2 separate regions of the Mus musculus genome follow, and region 1 is linked to region 2. Evidence: chromatin contacts called from public Hi-C data. All regions are on one chromosome and are shown on one strand. The core of a region is the stretch at or near the end of the contact, and the rest is flanking DNA. Distances in the headings are between cores, read along the strand shown.

Region 1 (3,421 bases), core at 909-3,408, 420 kb after region 2:
TGAAGATCAATGAAGGATGACTCTGACATCAGCATTGGCTCTGCACAGGAATATATGCTCATTTGCATGCACACACATACACACAAACATACAGGTAAATACCACGCACACCACACACATAGAAACACCTTTTAAAAGGTCACTTTGTTTCCTTGAGAAATAAATTGGAGGCATCAGAGCAGCTGTGGAGTGGTATCTTTGAGCCAATCATGCTTGTAGACAGGATACCTCAAGACCACCCCAGACACCTCCCAAGATTTGCAGGATGGCATTTTCCCAGAACAAATTAGTTCAGGACATTTTGCAAGGAATGGGGCAATTGTCTGCTGGAGATCACAATAAAATAGATGTTTGTCTTAATTTCCAAGCCATCGACCCCCAGACTCTCAGTGTCTTCTATTAAAGGCCACAATGGCCCTCCTTCATGATGCTAATCTATACTCTGATTCCTTCTCTAGACAGGCCTCAGTGCTCCTCTTACCTACTGCTGATCAATTGCAGGGAAATGATGGGCCTGTATCTATGCTGTACTAATTAGGGAGCGCATCATTTACTCAGCCTGGCAGACTGGGCCCTCCTCCTCCCCGCCATCACAAGCCCTCAGAGGCAGGCAGCGGATTCACTCTGTGACAGCTGGCAAGCCAGCCTCTGGGAATAAAACATTTTAGCACTTCATAAATTTCTAACAAGGTTTCAAATTGCCGCCATTTCCCTTCTCCCAGCTCCATCAACTAGCAAAGGGGTGGGGATAGAGACTAATTAAATCTACAGGGGGAACGTTCAACCAGTAGCATGGCTACTTATTAAAAATAATGAACTGTTAGGACCAACCTGCAAAGTGAGTTGAAATTCTCCCTGTGGCCCCTACATATAGAAATACAAAACACGGCCTCTGACCGTGTGCTTTTGACATGAAGCTTAGAGATGCCAGAGAACACAATGCTGACAGAGTCGTTGAGGGATGGCCTTCGCAAACCTAACAGAAGGTGACATGAAACTAGAATGCTGGGAGCAGCTAGGATGCTGAATAAAAACACAAGGTTGGCTCGTGATAAAATAGGTCATTTCAAATTCATTTCCTCCTATGATATTTTTACTGCAAACAATTGATTGTTTGTGGGTAGGCACCAAGCCAGAACAGCACAGTCCTCTAATTCCCAGGCAGAGAAATTTTCCAAGGTCTTTTTATGATTTTTATTTTATTTTATTTTTTGAGAATTTCATACATGAGTGCTGTATTCACATCATTTCTATCCCACAATCTCCCCCTCAAGTTCCCACTATGTCTCTACCACCTCCTTTTTTACTTCCTGACCAGTTCAGTTATACACACACATAACATATATACAAAACATATGCATATAAAACACATATATGTATATGTAATATGATCACTATCTATTACTTTGTAAAATTACCAGGCAGCAACAGCAGATAGCCCTGACCACTCCATGCTGTAATAGGAAGGCTGTTTGTTAGCAATAGAAAAGTGTGCCTGTAGCTGAAAGGGATTGCAACCCCATAGGAAGAACAACAATATCAACTAACTGGACCCCCCCAACCCCTGCCAGAGCTCCCAGAGACTAAATCACCAACCAAAGAATATACATGGAGGGACCCCATGGTTCCAGCCACAGATGTAGCAGAGGATTGCCTTATCTGGCATCAATGGGAGGGGAGGTCTTTGATTCTGTGGAGGCTTGTTGCCCCAGTGTAGGTGGATGCTAGGGTGGTGAGGTGAGAATTTGGGGGAGCACCCTCATAGAGGCAGTGGAAGAGGAAGGGAACAGGGAGCTTGCAGAGGAGAATCTGGAAAGGAGAACAACATTTGAAATGTTAACCAATAAAGAAGAAAGGAAGGGAGGAAGGAAGGAAGGAAGGAAGGAAGAGACATGAGCCCATGGACAGCACAGGTGAGCAGAGCACTGGATCACACAAAGACAACACACTAGAGGCATGGGGGAGGGGTGGCTGCAGACGATACAGAGATAAAAATCTTAATTTTCTACTGAGGAAGGCAGTATCCCTCTCTTTACTTATGTGTAGATAATCACAGACTGGGGTCTGAGTCTCACAAACTGAAGTCAAGGGCCCCAGGATGGGCTGGTCACATGAGCACATGAGCACTGAACCATGACACTGAGGACTCCCAGCTGTCATTCTGTTGCCAAATACTAAGCAGCCATGTCCTGCTCAGCTGCCACTGCTCTAAGGAAGATGCTCTGTGGCTCTGCACCTTTCTTTCTGGCTGTGCATGGCTGACCTCTGCAGTCCCAGATTCCTGTGAGGCCCTGCCCAGTGTGGCTAGGGATGAGGGTCAAGGTGCCAGATCTGCTCAATTAAACATTCCTTTAAATATCATCAGCATGACTGCCACTGAGAACAAAGTGTGCTAGAACGAGCATCTCGAAGCTGTTCCTGATTGAATGGCAGGTTGAAGTGATGTTCCCAATATTAATTGCAGCTTTGCTAATGTCTGGTTCTGGGCATCACAGCTAATTGACAATATGAATTGACGGCACTGCTCATGATGTCTTCTGTGACATTCAGGTCAGAACGCCAGTGATTTGCTAATTGGTACTTGGCTCATCTCGCCAGTGTGTATGTGTGTGTGTGTGTGTGTGTGTGTGTGTGTGTGTGTGTGTGTGTGTGTGTGTTTGTGTACACATGTCCATATGTGTGTGCCTATATATGTACATGTACCTGTGCGTACACATGCACCTGTGTATATATGTGTATATGTCTGCATGTGCACCTGTGTGTTCACTAAGGGATGAATTAAAGGGCCAAAAAAAAATCAAGCAGACTATTTTGATGAATTGGAAAACTATGTACTTATCAAACATTTTGAGGGCCTACAAAATGACTCAGCAAGCAAAGGTGCTTGCTGCTCCAGCCTGACATCCTGAGTCTGCCCCCTGAATCCACGTAAAGGTAGATGAAAAGAAACTATATGAAGTTGTTTTCTGATATCCATGCATGTGCCATGACTTGTGTATATTCACACTCATACACACATATTATATACCATAGTAAATAAACCACTTAGTTAGAAGAAAGAACATTGTGCTATTGAACATATTTTAGGAAAACATCTGAATTTATAACACAGCACAGGCCAGGGCATAACTAAAGGACATACAGTCATCTAACCTCACACCACATCACAGATTATTCCCTATCTCTAAGCCATGAGGCTGCAGTGTGATCAGTTTAAAAACAACACCGTGACACTCTTGCCTCACATTCTACAAACTCCCAAGGAGTCTTTTACACTCATCCCACACAATGCTTCCAATGGCTATTTCATCCCTTCTGCTAATGGCAACCCTTAGTCTTGCTTCCAGTGAGCCCTGCAGGGCATACCTGATGAGGTCAAGAGTGGTCCTGGCTGGTGTCTGAGTGTAACAAATAATCTTGC
Region 2 (3,725 bases), core at 502-3,001:
TGACACGCCCCTTAAGGTGTCCTGGGATTATTTCTGGAGCCCTCACACACTTCTACTATAGATGTGTAATGTTCCTTTGCTGGGATCCAATCAGGGCATAAAGGGGCAATGTTTAAGGGTACATGTTATATAGAACATTCCAGATGAGTGGTTCTCAACCTCCCTCATGCTGCGACCCTGTAATACTATGCATATAGCCTCATGTTATGGCAACCCCCCAACCATAAGATTATTTAGTTGCCACTTTATAGCTGCAATTTTCCTAGCTACTATTATAAATTATAATGCAAATATCTGATATTCAGGATATCTGATATATGACCACCCCCAAGGGGGTCACGACCCACAGGTTGAGAAACGCTGTTCTAGATTGAGATTAATTATTGAAGCTTCCTGAAGTTTTGACATAGACACTCATAATTTAGAAAATACAATCATGCCTGATTCCCAACTACCACTCTCTAGTCTGCCTCAAGCTGTTCGTTAAAAGGCATGTGCATACACAGGCTCAAGCATCAGGTGTGTGTGAAGAAAGAAGGTAGTGTTCAAAGATGTCCCTGATGTCCCTCTTTAACCCAATTTCACTCTAAGGAGGGGTTCTACAGGCTGTGCTTCCATGGGACCATGCTCACCACCCCCAACTGTACCCTCTTACCTCCGTCTATGAGGTTGGCCCAGTAGATGACCCTGAACCCCTGGAGAATCCCATTCAAGGCCTCCTTGGACAGTGTGGACCAGGAGATTGATATGCTTTCTGGTGAGGTTGCTATGGCTTGGACATTTTCAGGAGGGTAGCTGGGTACTGAAATGAAACAATTACAACCTGTTATAGCTGTGCGGGTGGTGTTGTTGAAGCAATAGTGGATACACAGCTAACTTACTCTTCTAGCACACTAAGTGAAATGTGTACTCAGTCTCACGAAAGAAGGAAAAAATAATAATCGGTGCAATCCCCATGGGAATATTGCAGCTCATTTAAGTGTCTTGAGGCTATGGATTAGAAGGCTGTTGGAAAATGTGGGAGAGAAGAAATATAACCACAGGGCTTCCCTACCTTATCTCTGAAGCCCCCCTTTTAAGAACATTCTGTTTTATTAGAGGCAAGAGAGACAATGAAATTAATATGTGCTAATATATTATCATATATATATGTATGTATATACACACACACACACACACATATATATATGTATATATATATATGTATATATACATATATATATATCCTATTTATTCACTGACTGATAGGGTCTCACTATGAAGCCCTGGCTGGCCTGGAACTTTCTCTGTAGACCAGGCTAGTCTCAAATTCAGAGACCCTGCCTTTGCCTCTTAGTTGCTTAGATTGATGGTGCCCACCAGTACTCCCAGATTATATGCTATTTTAGGTACTGACTGTAGGGCAACGTTAAATGTTGGAGAGAGGAGAGGGGCCAATTATTAGCTGAAACTAAGTCATCAAAGCACCAATGGATACAGAGATAACCACTCCTGCTGAGTGTGGAGATGGAACATTCAGGTCTTGCAGGTTCTAGTTATTTAAGCCTTTTTCTGGTCTGTGATCAAATGACACATTTTGCCAGGAGTCATTTAAATGGCAGTGTGCTGACTTAACTCTACCAAGCGCAGAACCTTTTGGACTGGAGGGTTCTCTGTCATCAAGCACTTTTGGGCTTTCTCTGTCTTAAGGAAGCACTCACAAATTCATCCTTGTCACTAGGGGGCGCATCATCACTATGGGATCTGCTCCAGAGAGCCTGGGATCTCTCGAGTTTTGTTTTGTTTTGGTTTTTTTCCTGGCCACAGAATGCTTGGGGACATAAAGCAATCAGCGGGGAGAGGTAATAATAAAATTCACAATAATATACAGAAAAATTCTAAAAGTTCTTGGTACTAATTTTAGGGAAAGACTTGGATTTCTGCTCTCTAGATGGGGACAATGTTGGCTTTACAAGGTCAAAGCCCCACTCTTGCGTTCAAGAAGCAAAGCGGAAGAAGATTCAGGAATGCGTTTCGGCTTTTGGGTGCATATCCATCCAGGGCAGGAGTAAAGTGATGTGGCAGGTTAGATATTTGGGTCAAGCAACAGGGAGCTGGGCTGTAGGCCACAGAGAGCAAGACTACCACAGACTGCGGGTGCCCAGACCTACCATCCTCCAGAGTGGTGGTAATGATCTCCTGAGAAGAAGGTCCTGTGCCGGCCCGGTTGCAAGCCTGTACTACCAGGCCATACTGCGTGAACTTATTCAGGTTGTCCAGGGTGTACACTTCGCTGTCCCCGGTGGTGTCGATACTGATGATGTTGAACTGGAAGTTACCCCCCGTGCTGTACTCCCGGTAGCCTATTTGGTAGCCGCGAATGATCCCGTTTTGTAAGTGTTTCTTGGGAGCCTAAACAGGAGAGAAGAAGACACTCAGGAAATCGGATGTGGGAGGATCATAACGCGCAAAGCAACTTAGGAAAAAGATAAAGCCAGATAATAATAATAGGGGCGAGGACAGAAGCTGTAACTTCTGCACATCTCTCCCATGGCTGAAACCTAGGCGGGCACCTAGCCCTAACCTGCTTCTCTTTTATGTTGATCCCTGTAAGCCCATGATAGTCACTGTTGGAAATTAACAACTGTAACCAATAATAGACATATAATAGAATTGGGTCAATATGTTGTCATAAAGGTCGTTTACACTTACAGATTGCTTATTTCTGTAATTTTCTACTTAATAGTGTCAGGATGTGGTTTACAGGGATAATAGAAACTATGCACAGCGAAGTCACAGGCAGGGCAACTTCAGCGTGTTTCTTCCCCAGCCTGACCTCCTCACCCTCTGCAATGCTTCCACTGTGAACCTCTGTATTTGCAGGATGTCAGCCACATTTAAGTGGCAGAAGAATAAATCTGACACTATATAATCTGTGCTCCAAGTCCCTAGGTCAGTCTGCTATGGTTAATTGGACTCACTGATGGGAAAACAGTCGTTTGGAGTCTTGGCCAGGGATCTCACTATGAGGCAGTCCTTGCTGCTCATCAGCTGGCTGTCTAATACCCACCTACTGTCTGTCTGTCTGTCTGTCTGTCTATCATCATCACCCATATCTATCTATCTATCTATCTATCTATCTATCTATCATCTATCTACCTACTATATCTATCATTTATCCCTTATATCTAACTGTTCTATCATCTATCTATCTATCACCTATATCTATCATCTATCTAACCTATCATCTATCAATCATCTACTATCTTCTGTCACTTTACTTTCTATAAACTAATTATAAACTATAGATCTAGATCTCTCAGGTTGTGTAAACCTTTCTGAAGCCCTGGAGAACTAACAGTGCTAAAGGACAGGGTAATAAGCACACAGGCTCTGAAGAATGGTGACTGGCTGGGTGTGTGGCTGTCAAATTAAAGCCAACAGGCAGATGTGATCTGGGAAAAACAGCTCATGGCTTGTAAGGATGGCCTGGGCTCAGCAAGTGGAGTCGGGGGTGTGTGGGAAAAGCTGGCAGGGAAGGAAAGGAAGAGGGTGCTCAGAGGCACAAGGGTGAGGTATGATGGGAGGAGATGGATAGAGTTCCAGGGCAGAACAAGTCTCTGAAAATCATCAGTGCATAGAGAAGGGTGCAGATAATAAGAGAACAACATGCTGAGCAGGGGGCATTGCCTGGATGCGCTCAGCAGATACTGTGTGTAGCCTGACGTGCTCTCCTTCCCGACTGA

Evidence for each region. A called contact is a pair of places that touch in the nucleus more often than the background predicts.
Region 1: a contact with region 2 is called in a Hi-C map of the N1E-115 cell line, with 4 times the contacts expected there. The contact joins two enhancer-like sites. A contact is called at or near these places in 1 of 484 Hi-C or Micro-C datasets (the N1E-115 cell line) and 1 of 115 datasets of contacts at active chromatin or transcription factors (astrocytes).

Annotation. Positions count from the first base shown.
Region 1 is chr16:97,098,048-97,101,468 of GRCm38.p6, forward strand. The region is part of intron 1 of Dscam (DS cell adhesion molecule); the gene reads right to left. Among named protein-coding and RNA genes, the nearest start is that of Dscam, 71 kb to the right of the region's middle. Within about 2 kb of position 2,159, at least 11 of the 459 cell types and tissues checked have an H3K27ac peak or open chromatin away from gene starts, as enhancers often do. A contact at or near this core is called in the N1E-115 cell line, where this site is marked.
Region 2 is chr16:96,683,065-96,686,789 of GRCm38.p6, forward strand. It overlaps Dscam (DS cell adhesion molecule), which reads right to left. Exons shown (of 33, transcript NM_031174.4): 17 at 2,151-2,391; 18 at 656-802. Among named protein-coding and RNA genes, the nearest start is that of Gm32509, 34 kb to the right of the region's middle. Within about 2 kb of position 1,752, at least 3 of the 459 cell types and tissues checked have an H3K27ac peak or open chromatin away from gene starts, as enhancers often do. A contact at or near this core is called in the N1E-115 cell line, where this site is marked.